3 separate regions of the Drosophila melanogaster genome follow, and all the other regions are linked to region 3. The links are chromatin contacts, called in public Hi-C and HiChIP or PLAC-seq maps. All regions are on one chromosome and are shown on one strand. The core of a region is the stretch at or near the end of the contact, and the rest is flanking DNA. Distances in the headings are between cores, read along the strand shown. Region 1 holds the start of CG31793. Region 2 holds the start of Nak (Numb-associated kinase). Region 3 holds the start of CG10600.

Region 1 (4,286 bases), core at 673-3,172, 160 kb after region 3:
TCAGTGGACTGTCCGCCAGTCGGCAGAGTTGGAAAACACAATGATTTCCGTGGAGCGGATGATTGAATACGAGGAAATAGAGCCAGAGGGACCACTGGAAGCCACGGCTGACAAAAAACCACATGAATCTTGGCCAGAGCAAGGAAAAATAGAATTTGTAGAGCTGAGTCTGCGTTACGAGCCGTATCTGAAATCGGAAAGCGTTCTAAAGTCCCTCAGTTTTGTAATAAAGCCCAAGGAAAAGGTTGGCATCGTGGGACGAACCGGAGCCGGCAAATCCTCGCTGATTAACGCTCTATTCCGCCTGTCCTACAACGATGGATCTGTGCGCATAGACGATAAGGATACCAATGATATGGGTCTACATGACCTGCGCAGCAAGATCTCAATCATACCCCAGGAACCAGTTCTGTTCTCCGGCACAGTGCGACACAACTTGGATCCCTTCGACGAGTATAGCGATGACAGGCTGTGGTGCGCGCTGGAGGAGGTGGAACTCAAGGATGTGGTGGCCAGTGTGGCCACTGGCCTGGAGACCAAAATCACAGAGGGTGGCTCCAACTTTAGCGTGGGCCAGCGCCAATTGGTGTGCCTGGCACGAGCTATTCTGCGCGACAACAGAATACTTGTGATGGACGAGGCGACGGCCAATGTGGATCCCCAGACGGACGCTCTGATCCAAGCCACAATTCGAAACAAGTTCAGGGAGTGCACCGTCCTTACCGTGGCCCATAGATTGCACACCATCATGGACTCGGACCGTGTACTGGTGATGGATGCTGGAAGAGTTGTGGAATTCGGGACGCCCTATGAGCTTTTAACTGCCGATGATACTAATGCCTTCCAAGACCTGGTCAAGCAGACGGGTCAGGCAACATACGACACTCTCCTGAAGATTTCTCAACGGGTAAGAGTAGGCATCTGTAAACGAATTCATACATATATTTATAAAATTTCCTTTTTTAGGAATTCGAAAAATCTGAAAAACCGAGCCTTATGCTTCCCTCTTGACGAGCCGAAATCGCTAATGAATAATTAATATCTCCCCAATATTACTCCATTGAAGCTTTCACACTTTCAGTTCGGAAATTGATTTTTTGCACATTAAATATATATAAAAACCCTATTGTTTTGATCATAGCTGCAATATTGGAATACGTTATAGAAATTATATTTATTAGATGTGTACATGAGTACGTGTTATCACAGCTGACAGGCGCGATAAGGACAAGAGTAGTACTTGTAGACTTAATGAGGTTTTCCTCATTTAGTGATATGATGAATAAGATATCTATGGAATTTCCATTTGTGGTGGGGCAAGCTTAGAAAGCCAATCATTTAAATTGAAAATAATTTATTGCACTAAACTTCAAGAGAATAGGTAAAAATGTATTGCTGATACACCTGGAAGGTGCAACCGTTGTCAATATAATATTAATAAAATTTCTAGATAGTAGAATGTGATATCTAAATTGAAGTCGATACATAAAAAGATAAATAAACAAAGTAATTACACTTTATTACATGACTAATGACATATCGGTCCGAACTCCACCCTAATGTTTCAAAAAGGTGCCTAAAATTAAATTTTTTTTAATTTAGCAAACATGAATTACATTAGTATAAATAATATGTAATACTATATTTTTATTTAAAATATAATACATTTTCAACACAATAAATACAATAGCATAGGACAGTGTAAAAAGGGCTACGATAGGATGGGAAATAAATTAGAAAGCCGTTATCTTATCTTTGAGTGGTCCACTCTAATGCTCTGAAGGCTGAAGTGACCATGTAAGTAAACATACATACCTGTGTGTGTGTATCTAAATCGGCGCGCTTTTGCACACACACACGCACGGCCCTTGCGTCAGCCGGTCGAACAGCTGATTCGGCGCTCAACGGGCATTCGATTTGGCATCGAAGCGCTTGCCATTCGCTACCATTGAACAGAATGATTGGAAAAGCGGGGCGTCGTGGACGGCTCAAGTGATTTGTTGTGTTTTGCGATTCGTCCGAATGGAAAGTTTTCCGTTGTCAGTTGTTATCATATTGCGAAATTGAGATTCAGCATCTGTCGATAGTTGATGAAATTCGCGTCTTATGTTGCTGCCTACATACAGTGCACGCTTATGAGTGATGAATTGCTGATAAATAAGAACTGAATTCCGCGTCTTTTGTTTATGAGAACTTGTGAAATTGCCTGCACATTTACATAACCATGCAGGCCAGTAAACTTCCACCCAATCCCCGCGAGTCGGCAGGTATCCTATCCTCGCTCATGTTCTGGTACGCTCACGTTTCATCCTACCGCTAAGAAGTGTTTCCTTTGAGCACATGCGTACATACATATGTACTCACCTATGAATGTTCTTTTCAACTGCCGCTGAGAAGTGACATCCGAAGACAACCGTTATCGGATACCACATATTGTTCGTAGCATAATTCAAAGCTAGCCACAGTTGCGAAAACAATTTACACAATTACTTTCCTATTCCAGCTTTGCCCTGCCCATTCTGTTCAAGGGTCGCAAACAGACGCTTCAGCCCACGGATCTGTACAAAACGCTGAATGAGCATGAAGCAGCGAGCCTGGGCGATGAGTTCTTCCAGGGATGGGAGGACGAGGTGGCTCGGTGCCGCCGAAAAGGTGATTCCGGCCGTAAACCAAGTGTCCTGCGGGTCATCGGACGCGTCTTCGGCTGGAGGCTCATTATGTCCGGTATAACAATTGCCGCCTTGGAACTGGGAACCAGGTAAGAGTCGTGGACTTTATCAGTCAATGTGTCACTTATAATTTATTCGGATTAATTTGATTTATTTCAGGGCCACTGTGCCGCTTCTTCTGGCCGGACTCATATCGGAGTTCAGCGAGCATGGAAACGGCCATAGCTACAATGCCCAAATTTACGCTGTGCTCCTTATAGCCTGTATCTTGGCCAGCGTTCTTCTAACCCACCCATACATGATGGGAATGATGGTAAGTTCAGTAACTTAATACTGAAGTCAACTTGAATGTAATTGTGTTCTCTCTAAATTCTTGCAGCACTTGGCCATGAAAATGCGGGTGGCAGTAAGTAGCGCTATATACCGAAAAGCCCTGCGGCTCAGTCGCACTTCGCTGGGAGGCACCACAACCGGACAGGTGGTTAACTTGCTCTCCAACGATCTTAACCGCTTCGATCGATGTCTTATCCATTTTCACTTTCTGTGGCTGGGGCCATTGGAGCTGCTGATTGCCTCCTACTTCCTGTACGAACAGATTGGAATGGCTTCCTTCTACGGAATCAGCATCCTAGTACTCTATCTACCACTGCAAACCTACTTAAGCCGCGTAACATCAAAGCTGCGGCTGCAGACGGCACTCAGGACGGATCAGCGAGTACGCATGATGAACGAAATCATCTCGGGCATCCAGGTTATCAAGATGTACACCTGGGAGCGTCCATTTGGTAAACTTATAGGGCAGATGCGGCGCAGCGAGATGAGCTCCATTCGCCAGATGAACCTTTTGCGCGGCATCCTGCTCTCCTTCGAGATAACCCTGGGTCGCATAGCCATCTTTGTGAGCCTTCTGGGATTCGTCCTGGGCGGAGGCGAACTGACGGCAGAGCGCGCCTTCTGCGTCACCGCCTTCTACAACATCCTTAGGCGTACTGTGAGCAAGTTCTTTCCGAGTGGAATGTCGCAGTTCGCTGAACTGTTGGTCTCAATGCGTCGTATAACTAATTTTATGATGCGGGAGGAGGCAAATGTAATAGATATGTCGGAGCGAAGGGACGAAAAAGCCGAAGAGGAGCAACATTTACTGAAAGAAGTGGAGAAGAGGTCTTATCCCGTTGGCATTGGCAAGGAACCAGATACCTTAGTGGAAATCAAAGCCTTGAGAGCACGCTGGGGCCAGGAGCAACACGATCTTGTCTTAAACAACGTCAATATGTCGCTGCGGCGCGGCCAATTGGTAGCTGTGATTGGACCCGTGGGATCGGGCAAATCAAGCCTCATTCAGGCTATTCTAGGAGAGCTGCCGCCTGAATCTGGATCGGTACAAGTCTCGGGAAAGTATTCCTACGCCTCCCAGGAGCCCTGGCTTTTCAATGCATCTGTTCGCGACAACATTCTATTTGGCTTGCCCATGGACAAGCAGCGCTATCGAACTGTGCTCAAGCGGTGTGCCCTGGAGCGGGATTTGGAGTTGTTGCACGGTGATGGGACAATCGTGGGCGAGCGCGGAGCTTCACTGTCCGGTGGACAGCGAGCGAGAATATGTTTGGCCAGAGCTGT
Region 2 (4,425 bases), core at 1,331-3,830, 130 kb after region 3:
GTACGATAAAAAGGCAACGCAATATAAACTAAACTATTGAAGGTCACGTACAGAAATAACAACAATAACATGCGACAATAACAATACTCAGCGGGGGAAGGCGGTGGGGCGGCAAAATAAAAAGATAGGAACAGTGGTCACTAAGAAAAAAACATAAAAATATATATTAGATATAAAATGAAATGATATTAGAAAAAAAAATGATCTCAATACATTAGATGCATAGACGATGCAACGATTAGGAGAATGTTTTAATATTGAAAATATTTATGGAACATTTGCTGTAAATGCACACACCATTTCTCCCTGTGTAGGCGATAGAGAGAAGTGAATAGCGGACCAGCAAATGTAACCATTTTTGCTCGACTTTGTGAAATTATGGCGTCAAATGTTAATCAATGCTGAAGGTTGCAACAGCAACAAATCAACATTGGCAAAAAGTACAGCAACAACATCCAGTAATAATAGTATGAAAAGCAACAATAACAATGCACAATTGTAGCGATGCGAGAAAACGCGAGAAGGCAATTCGAAACGCAAACGAGGGTAGAAAATACGTCTGAAGGGGCGTCAACTGCAAGGTGGGCAGTAAGCGGTTAAGGGTGGGGGCTGAGGGGTTAAGGCGGGAAAGCTTCATTCGTTAACCGTTTGTCGCTTAGTCATTTGTAATTGTTGTTGGCTGCTCAAAAATCGAATCAAAGAAAGCAGGTAAATATTGAAGGTGATTAAGCACAGTGTTACTTTGGAAGTATCCAGCATATCGAGCAGTTTAAACTTGGCTATACGCGCATTTTATTCATTGAGCATCTGCAAAAGACTCTATTTATTTTTTCTCTTTCTTAAATGAAATACCAATAGTTACGTTACTGGATTAAATGAATTAATAAATAATATATAATTTAGTTTATAATTTGTTATACTAATTCAATAACTTTAACCAAATAACCGTGTTCGTCAAACGCTCCGCCTTTTTAATTACAGGGTATGCCCGACAACAGCTGACTAATTGCCAGCGGCGCCAGCGCAGCGCAAAACAAAATTACGAATCGAGTCCGCTTGCCAAAAGTATAAAAAGTAAAAAACACTACGTAATGGCTAAAGGAAAGGTGGCGAATGGCTGGCCAGGCGGTGGGTGAGCAATCGTTAGATGATCAAATGTTGGGCGGAGGGTACTGGTGCCAGGCCAACAAGGAGGCACTTGCACTGCAGGATGATGTGGAGTGGAGCACTCCGCATTTCAAGGACAAGGACACAGCACAGGCGATTTCCTTAGGGGCGAACTTTGCCATTTAGCTCGGCGAAAGGTGAAAAACGGAAGACTGTCGGAGACAGTCGGCTGATGAGTGTTGGTCTTGCCGCTTCATTGGCTAAATTAACATAATTGATTCAATTGATTTGTGGCCATGTGTAGTGGCTACGGGAATTCAATGGGTATTCCATGGAAAAACCAACCAGAACCGTAACTGTGTTTGTACAGTCGGGTTTCTCTAACGCGGACACCCATTTGTCACAATAGAAATGCTGGCATTTCTGGTTTTGGCAAAAATAAACTCTTTAAAGACTGACATAAATTTGGACGAAATATCTGCACGCCATTAGAGAGCCGAGTTATGGACATAAATATGTAGTTCTATGCCAAGGGCAAAATTGCAGTTCAATTAGTTGGAATTTAGGTTACAAACCAGTATTTAGTATTCATAATTAATGAAATAATTTAAAATGTTTTACAGTTTTATTAAAAGATAATATATCAAAGTCAGATTTTAGCTGTTTTGAGTTTAACATCTTATACAGAAATTATTGGGAGTAATTTATTTGGATTTAATCGGAAATGCGACAAGTGGTGTCCCCAATTATGGAGGATACGCAGCTGATTTTTATGCTCTCTAGCGCTTTGAGTACGCCCCACATTTGGGAGTTCTCGCGCTGAAGGGGTTTATCTAATCTGTGACGAGGGGCGAGACCGAAAAGCGGACGGCAGGCTACTGCCCACCTGTAAATCAGGCAGGTGATAAGCATAATCGCGGGCGACGTGTTGTAGGTAGGGGAATGGGAGCACATATATAAGAGTGTATATATAGTCGTCTACCTTCTGCCAGGACATCCTCCACGGTGACCGTGACGCGTCCCACTGTGAAGACCTTGCCCACGAAGCTGTTCTTCTCGTTCGAGGACGACGAGCTGCTGCTGTTGGGCGGATTCTCCAGTCGAGAGTTCTCATTGCGCTCGAACTTAGACAGGATTTTCTTCATTTTCCCCCGATTTTCACTAGAAAATGTTTACTGCCCCAGCAGCACAACACACACACACACACTCGCGAGCACACACGCACACTAGCTAACACGGTCTTAATTGCCTGCGCGTAGGTGTTTTTGGCAATTTTTAATTTTGCGAGGGCGGCTGACGGTGGGCGGGGCGTCGGTGCCGCTGGCCAATTAATCCACTTTCGAGTCGTATCGGCTAGCTGAATAAAGCTATTCTGCGCACTTTGTGTTTTTGCATGCACACACACAATGCAGTGGAAAAAGAAAGTTGTTCGATTTTCCTGCTGCTCTCGAGTTGTTGGGCCAGTGTGACCAGGGCGCTTTGCTGCAGTCAGATGCGCAACCCGCGGCTGGTGCAGCCGCCTATCGATATATAGATAAGTTGGTTGCAATCTCGAAATTCTGAAAACAAGGAAATCCCCGTTTACAAAATAGGTTTTATGATAACAATTTTTTGTAATTTGATCCAATTTAAAAAGATAATATGGTTCTACTTTCAATAAAACATATAGCTACAGTTGCATTAAACTATCGCGCAGTTTTAATTAGCTATGCTGCCAACATCGTGTTTCCCTTATCAATATGTTATCGATTGTGCTGGTGCAATTGTAAACAAGCATCTCTAGCAAATGGTCGCTAAATTCGCAAAATTGTAGTTTGCTGGGATAACAATGATAAATACGGCCAAGTACTTTGCTCTTCTAGAGAGTTTAAGGTTTAGTAAAGCTCTAGGTAAATTGGTTAACATCATATAATAATTGTAGTATCCCTAATACTAATATTTCGACAGCAAATACGGCGAATAACTCAGGGACTGCCGAAGCCTTGGAAATCAACCTGCGAATTTTGGAAAAATATGCTAAACTCGAGATTGGTCAGCAATTGCATGAGCTGTGCCTGGAATATCAGTTAACAGACGATCACGAATCTAGTATTGATCCCGATTCGGATCGTACTATATGCTATATAATAAGATTGCAACATGTGCTACATTCGATCATGAGGAACATTAATTTCCACAGCGACGCCAAGGAGGATCTTATTTCGGTAGCGCACCTGAAATTGTGTATCCAGGCTTCCCAAGAATTATCATATTACTCGCTTCGATGCCAGCTACATGAGGATTTCTACAAGTCGCCCATCTTTTGTGAGGCTCAGGGGAAAATCAAAGCTAACTTTTCATTGATGCTTCTAAGCATTCAGTTCTTTATTAATCTACTGCATATTCGACAATACCACATAGCCAACTCGATGGAGCTGGTGCAAAGGGATCTACTGGCGGCCATTGTGAGTCTACGTGTGCAGCAAGACTCTCCACTGCTGGATAAGGCTATAGCCTACCTCTGGCAATATGAATCCAAAGCAGATTTCTTTCGCAACATCTTGCTTTTTAAAGCTACGACTCTCTGCCCAACTCTGGCCCAATTATTGCACCGTCAACTCTTAGGAAAGCTTCACTTACCCCAAGGATTTGCTAGTCTTGTTGAGGCCCTGCATCAAAATCCCAATGTGAATTCTTCCAGAAATGCGGAAATTGTGGCTAGTATTGTGGCCAGAAAAGGATTTTCTCAGTTAGCGCAAGAGAAGATGGTTCTCCAGGTGCTAGAATATTGTAAGTTCTATCTGCAGAATGCGGACAAAATGTGCGCCGGTGTCCTATCGCTCAGAAGACTTTACGATTTAAGTGATACAAATCAAAAGCTGATAAAAGAAATATTATTCAAACACTGGGAAACGCTTTGTAACCCAGAAGACATTATTAATGGCCTTATCTTAATGGATCACCAGGAACTGTGCAATCGCATTCTCTTATGGCAGCATCTCTTTTGTTCTTCAACCGTAGCTTGCTTACCCAGTAATCTACTCGTTCCCTACCTTCCTTTGCTGCTCCAACTCTACGATGGCCTTCCAATGGAATTACCGGCGTCATCGCAGATTTCTGCCATTATTTTGCGTTGTCTGGACAACAGAGAAATGAAAAACGAATTACCTGCGATACTCCAGAAGCTGTTTAAATGGGAAATTGAGAAGGAACCTCCTTGGAAGTGTTTAAACCCACGCATTATAATCCTGCCTTCCATGAACACAACTCAAATTCAGGTTAAAGTAGCTCACAAAGATCATCTAGCAGATCACGATATGGGCAGAATATTGCCCGGTC
Region 3 (3,910 bases), core at 59-2,558:
TACTTTTGTTTGTTAGTTTTACTAGAAATTGACATTTACTTATTAAAGAAATGTATGTTCTGGAAATCAGATCAGAGTTTACAATAAATCAACGTTTCTGTATGCGTTCTGCACTTTCGAAACGGTTCCTGGGCTCACCTTCTCCCGATCGCGCTCCTTCTCCCGTTCGCGGTCCCTATCACTGCGATGATACTTCTCCTTGCTGCGCGATGAGCTGGACTTGTGTTCGGCCTCCTTGGAGGATTTGGAGCTGCTCTCGCGATTCCTGTCGCGCTCCCGCTCCCTATCGCGCTCCTTGTCCCGCTCTTTGTCCCGATCCCTATCCTTGTCCCGATCCTTGCTGCTGCTGTTGTGGTTGTTGCTGCGCCGATTCTTGTCTTCATCCCGCTCCCTGTCTCTCTTCTTCCTTTTGTGGTTGCGCTCTTCTGTGGGCGGCGTTGGCGAGTGGGTGGGTGTGCAAATCACATTAGTTGACATTGGATTCGTGTTCTGCGAATTTCGCTTTACTTTACCTGTCTTCTCGTCCGTACTTGTGCTTGTTTTTGTTGTGTCTGCCAACGCGGTTGTTGTTGCAGTTGTTGTTGCGGCTGTGGGTGCCCCTGCAGTTGTTGCCACCGACGATGCTACTGCCTGTTCCTCTTCAGCTGCAGCTAGCATTATACGTGCATTTGTTGTTGGGTTATTTGCGTTGCCATCGCCTGACTGCAGTTGTTGTTGCTGTTGTGTGGGTAAAGTGTTGCCGTTTGTAGTTGTTGCTGCTGCTGTTGGTTCCACTGGCGTAATTGTTGTTGTTGCTTCTCGCTGTGCGCTTGTAGTTGTTGGACTGGCATTTCCGCGGGCATTTGCGTTGTTGTTTTCCACTGCCGACGCTTTGTTTACGCCCTTTTCAGGCGTCTCCCGCTGCTTGGAAGCCCCGACCGCTCCTTCCAGTGGCTTCTTCTCCGGTTTTCGTACATTTCCCGTGGATTCCTTGCCGCCGTTGGCCAATTCTACATTATTTTCGCCACCTCGAGTGTTCTCCATGTGTTTGTGTGTGCAGTGGCACACACACGCGCGTATGGGTGTGTGTGCGTGTTGCCCTACGCCTGTATTGAATATCGATCAGTCGGCCGTCTACGTGACGCCTCTCAGCTAGCCGTGTCTTTTATCTTACGCTCCGTTTGCAATTCACCCGCGCCCTCTTCCACTCGATTTTCATTCGACTGGCAGAATTTCCGCAGCGGCGTTTTCAGCGATTCGCGAATAGTTTTTTTTTTTGTTCTAGAAGCCGTCTCGCACTGTCGTTTTTCAACTCTAGTCTTCAGATGTGGAGCGTTTGTGCACACTAGTCAATAAACAGTGTTCTGTTAGGCGCCATCTAGCGGCAACCCGCGCAGATAGACTTGTGAATGAAAGAATAGATGGATATATCGTAACATCGATTGTAACGTGTAAGTGCGCCATCTATAGGCGAGTCATATTTGGCGCGTTATTTAAAAGTGCACATTTTGTAATTTGTTACTGCCTTTTTAAAGATCAAAATATATAAACATTGAATAAATACAATTTAAATGTGCTTTCAACACTCCCTTGTTATTTTTTGCTCTTTTTCAGCGAGTGGACGCTTAAAAGCTTTTTTAATTAATTCCGGGACCGTAACTAGATACTCCATGAGGGACATTTCGTCTTTCAGAGTGTTCAGATACATGCGCTGAATGTTCCTGATAACCGGATCAATTACTTTGTTAATATCTGCATCAGTAGGACTGTCTCTTAGATCCATTTTGGTAATAGCTGCATCACCAGGACTGTCACTTACATCCACATTGGTAATAGCGGCATCACTAGGACTGCCACTTAGATCCACGAGTTCTAAATCGTCAACCCCTAGGGTATCTAATTGGGCGCATTCGGCAGTGGGATCCACTTTCTCGGCTTGCGTATGAGACGTAATTTGTTTGCTCTTTTTGGGCTTGGTACTGCGTTCTTCTTCGGATGGTACTTCCTCCCTCTTATCCTTCACTTCAAGTGTAAACGCATTCAAGGCCTCTTGGACCTCTATTTGGGACCGAACAGCCGCTCTGAGATCGTCTCCGCTTTTCGCACTGATCACGGTTATTCTGGATGGTTTCGATTGGGATTCGTTGGAGGAGGAACACTTACTGCATGAAGGAAACTTATTCTGGAATCTTTCGGCAGCAGCCTGGCAATGAGCCTTAGCTGCATTAAGTAAATCAGAGTCTTTCTTTTGCTTCTGGTGGTGGTTTAAACGATGTGGGGTTATGTTATTATAACCACCCTCGACCTCACACTGCTCACTTTTACTAGATGGGTCCGCTTCATAGTTTTGATTCTTATAGAGAAGGTAGTCCCCACAGCTGTGTTCTATGACTGGTTTCTGCCTTTTTCTATCATTAAGGAGATATGCTGGAACAATTGCTTGCTTGGGTGTGTAATTTGAACTGGGTTGCATCATCACCTTTAATTTCGACTGGTGTTTCCACTTCCGTTTGTTAAGGTATTTGAAATTAAAAAAAAAAATTAATTTCATTATTGCTGCTTACCTTCTCATTTTGTGCCGGGTGATAATTAACATTGAAACATTTTTTGGAAAACAAATACTGAGCATGGTCTTCATGGTTAGAAGGAGACTCACGATCCTCCCACGAATGATCGCAATAATAGTCCTGCCGTATCTGATTTTGATTTGTCGTATAATTATGTTTGTAGGACTTTTGCACATTCTCTGAAGACTTCATTCGTTCCTTGCGGTAATGGTCCCTTAATTTATGCTCCTTGTGCTCATTGAGTTGCTGCATTAAATGTATTGCAACTATTAATGTTAGATCTTTTTATTCCAAAGACTCACTGATGGTTTCTGCGCCCCATGGTCCTTAAAGTGCTTACAACATTTGTTTTTTTTCTCCATAGTCTAAGATTAGAGTAGATTGATCAGGCGTACTAAATATATTTTTTTTATTGTCAACTATAACCCCGAATACTAGACTAAGCTTAAGCTTAATGCTACAAGCCTCAAACCATTTTTAACTACTGGATAAATAGTTTTTATTTCGCATACATTATGTATATAGAGATTGCCCTCCAGTCTTAAAAGAGAGGAAAGGAAGTTACAGAGTGATGGTTTCCATATATCGCTCAAAGGATCTGGTGATTACTGTGTGATCGGGAGCCAGGTGGGTATCCGCCATCACAGCCAGTCTGTATTTGTCCCCAAAGCGATGAAGATTTAAGGAAAGGCAGGTCTTCGATTGTGGTGGCCGGAAAAGTAGAACATCCTGGACATTCTGACCCCAGGCCGCTTGAAACTCAGCAGTCGCTCCGTAGATTTCAGTGATTGTGATTGGAAAGTTGTATGAGAAAAAGTTGATGAATATTTTGGTAATTACGTGAGGCAAAAGGGATGTGAGAAGGCTGTACTTGGTCTGTCCAATAGACGCTAAGTAAATAATGATCTGTTGCTTTCTGATTCGTTCAACAATCTGATGGAGTTCTTTGGTGTGATTTGCGTCTGGTTGCCTTAGAGGCAATTGCAGAAAGACAACACCCCCGATATTTTCAGATTTATCCCCACTGCGATCTGTGAAATACCCTTTATCTATGGTCCTACAAGTGGTGTTCAAGTAATTGGGGACTTTCAAGTCACCTGAGAACGTATTAAAGTAATCGTGAACAGCCCCTGCCAAGCAAGTTAAACTAAAGTCGGATTCTCGGAGATCACTATTGAATTTACCCTGATTACGGGTCCTGAGTTGGGCGCCATTTATTGATCGGCTAAATGAGACTATTTTCCTGCCCGCATAGGATTTTTTATGCAAAATGTTTAACTCCTTTGTGGGCTGTTCGAAAAGCACTTCGTAAATGTTTCGTGGGGCCTGGAAAAGTTCCCATATAATTTTGAAAAACTCCAATT

What was found. A called contact is a pair of places that touch in the nucleus more often than the background predicts. HiChIP or PLAC-seq counts read pairs in DNA pulled down with a chosen protein or histone mark.
Region 1: a Hi-C map of the Kc167 cell line shows a contact between it and region 3, with 2.3 times the contacts expected there. The contact joins the promoter of CG31793 here to the promoter of CG10600 in region 3. A contact is called at or near these places in 24 of 107 Hi-C or Micro-C datasets (the D17-c3 cell line, the Kc167 cell line, the S2 cell line and 8 more) and 1 of 6 datasets of contacts at active chromatin or transcription factors (the Kc167 cell line).
Region 2: a contact with region 3 is called in a POLR2A S2P HiChIP or PLAC-seq map of the Kc167 cell line, with 2.3 times the contacts expected there. The contact joins the promoter of Nak here to the promoter of CG10600 in region 3. A contact is called at or near these places in 6 of 107 Hi-C or Micro-C datasets (the D17-c3 cell line, the Kc167 cell line, the ML-DmBG3-c2 cell line and 2 more) and 1 of 6 datasets of contacts at active chromatin or transcription factors (the Kc167 cell line).

What each region holds. Positions count from the first base shown.
Region 1 is chr2L:19,001,445-19,005,730 of dm6, forward strand. It overlaps CG31793, which reads left to right and starts at 1,923. Exons shown (of 6, transcript NM_136086.6): 1 at 1,923-2,292; 2 at 2,504-2,758; 3 at 2,829-2,982; 4 at 3,049-4,286. The coding sequence starts at 2,225. It overlaps CG31792, which reads left to right. Exons shown (of 10, transcript NM_001273619.1): 9 at 1-907; 10 at 967-1,269. The coding sequence ends at 1,011.
Region 2 is chr2L:18,966,164-18,970,588 of dm6, forward strand. It overlaps Nak (Numb-associated kinase), which reads right to left and starts at 2,581. Exons shown (of 8, transcript NM_057818.4): 1 at 2,090-2,581. The coding sequence starts at 2,252. It overlaps Tango6 (Transport and Golgi organization 6), which reads left to right and starts at 2,865. Exons shown (of 3, transcript NM_136078.4): 1 at 2,865-2,996; 2 at 3,055-4,425. The coding sequence starts at 2,936.
Region 3 is chr2L:18,838,371-18,842,280 of dm6, forward strand. It overlaps CG10600, which reads right to left and starts at 1,309. Exons shown (of 8, transcript NM_136069.4): 1 at 513-1,309; 2 at 139-425. The coding sequence starts at 1,023. CG31752 reads right to left here and starts at 2,940. Exons shown (of 3, transcript NM_165266.3): 1 at 2,849-2,940; 2 at 2,544-2,792; 3 at 1,258-2,482. The coding sequence starts at 2,908. The coding sequence ends at 1,559. It overlaps CG33120, which reads right to left. Exons shown (of 4, transcript NM_176059.2): 4 at 3,030-3,910. The coding sequence ends at 3,108.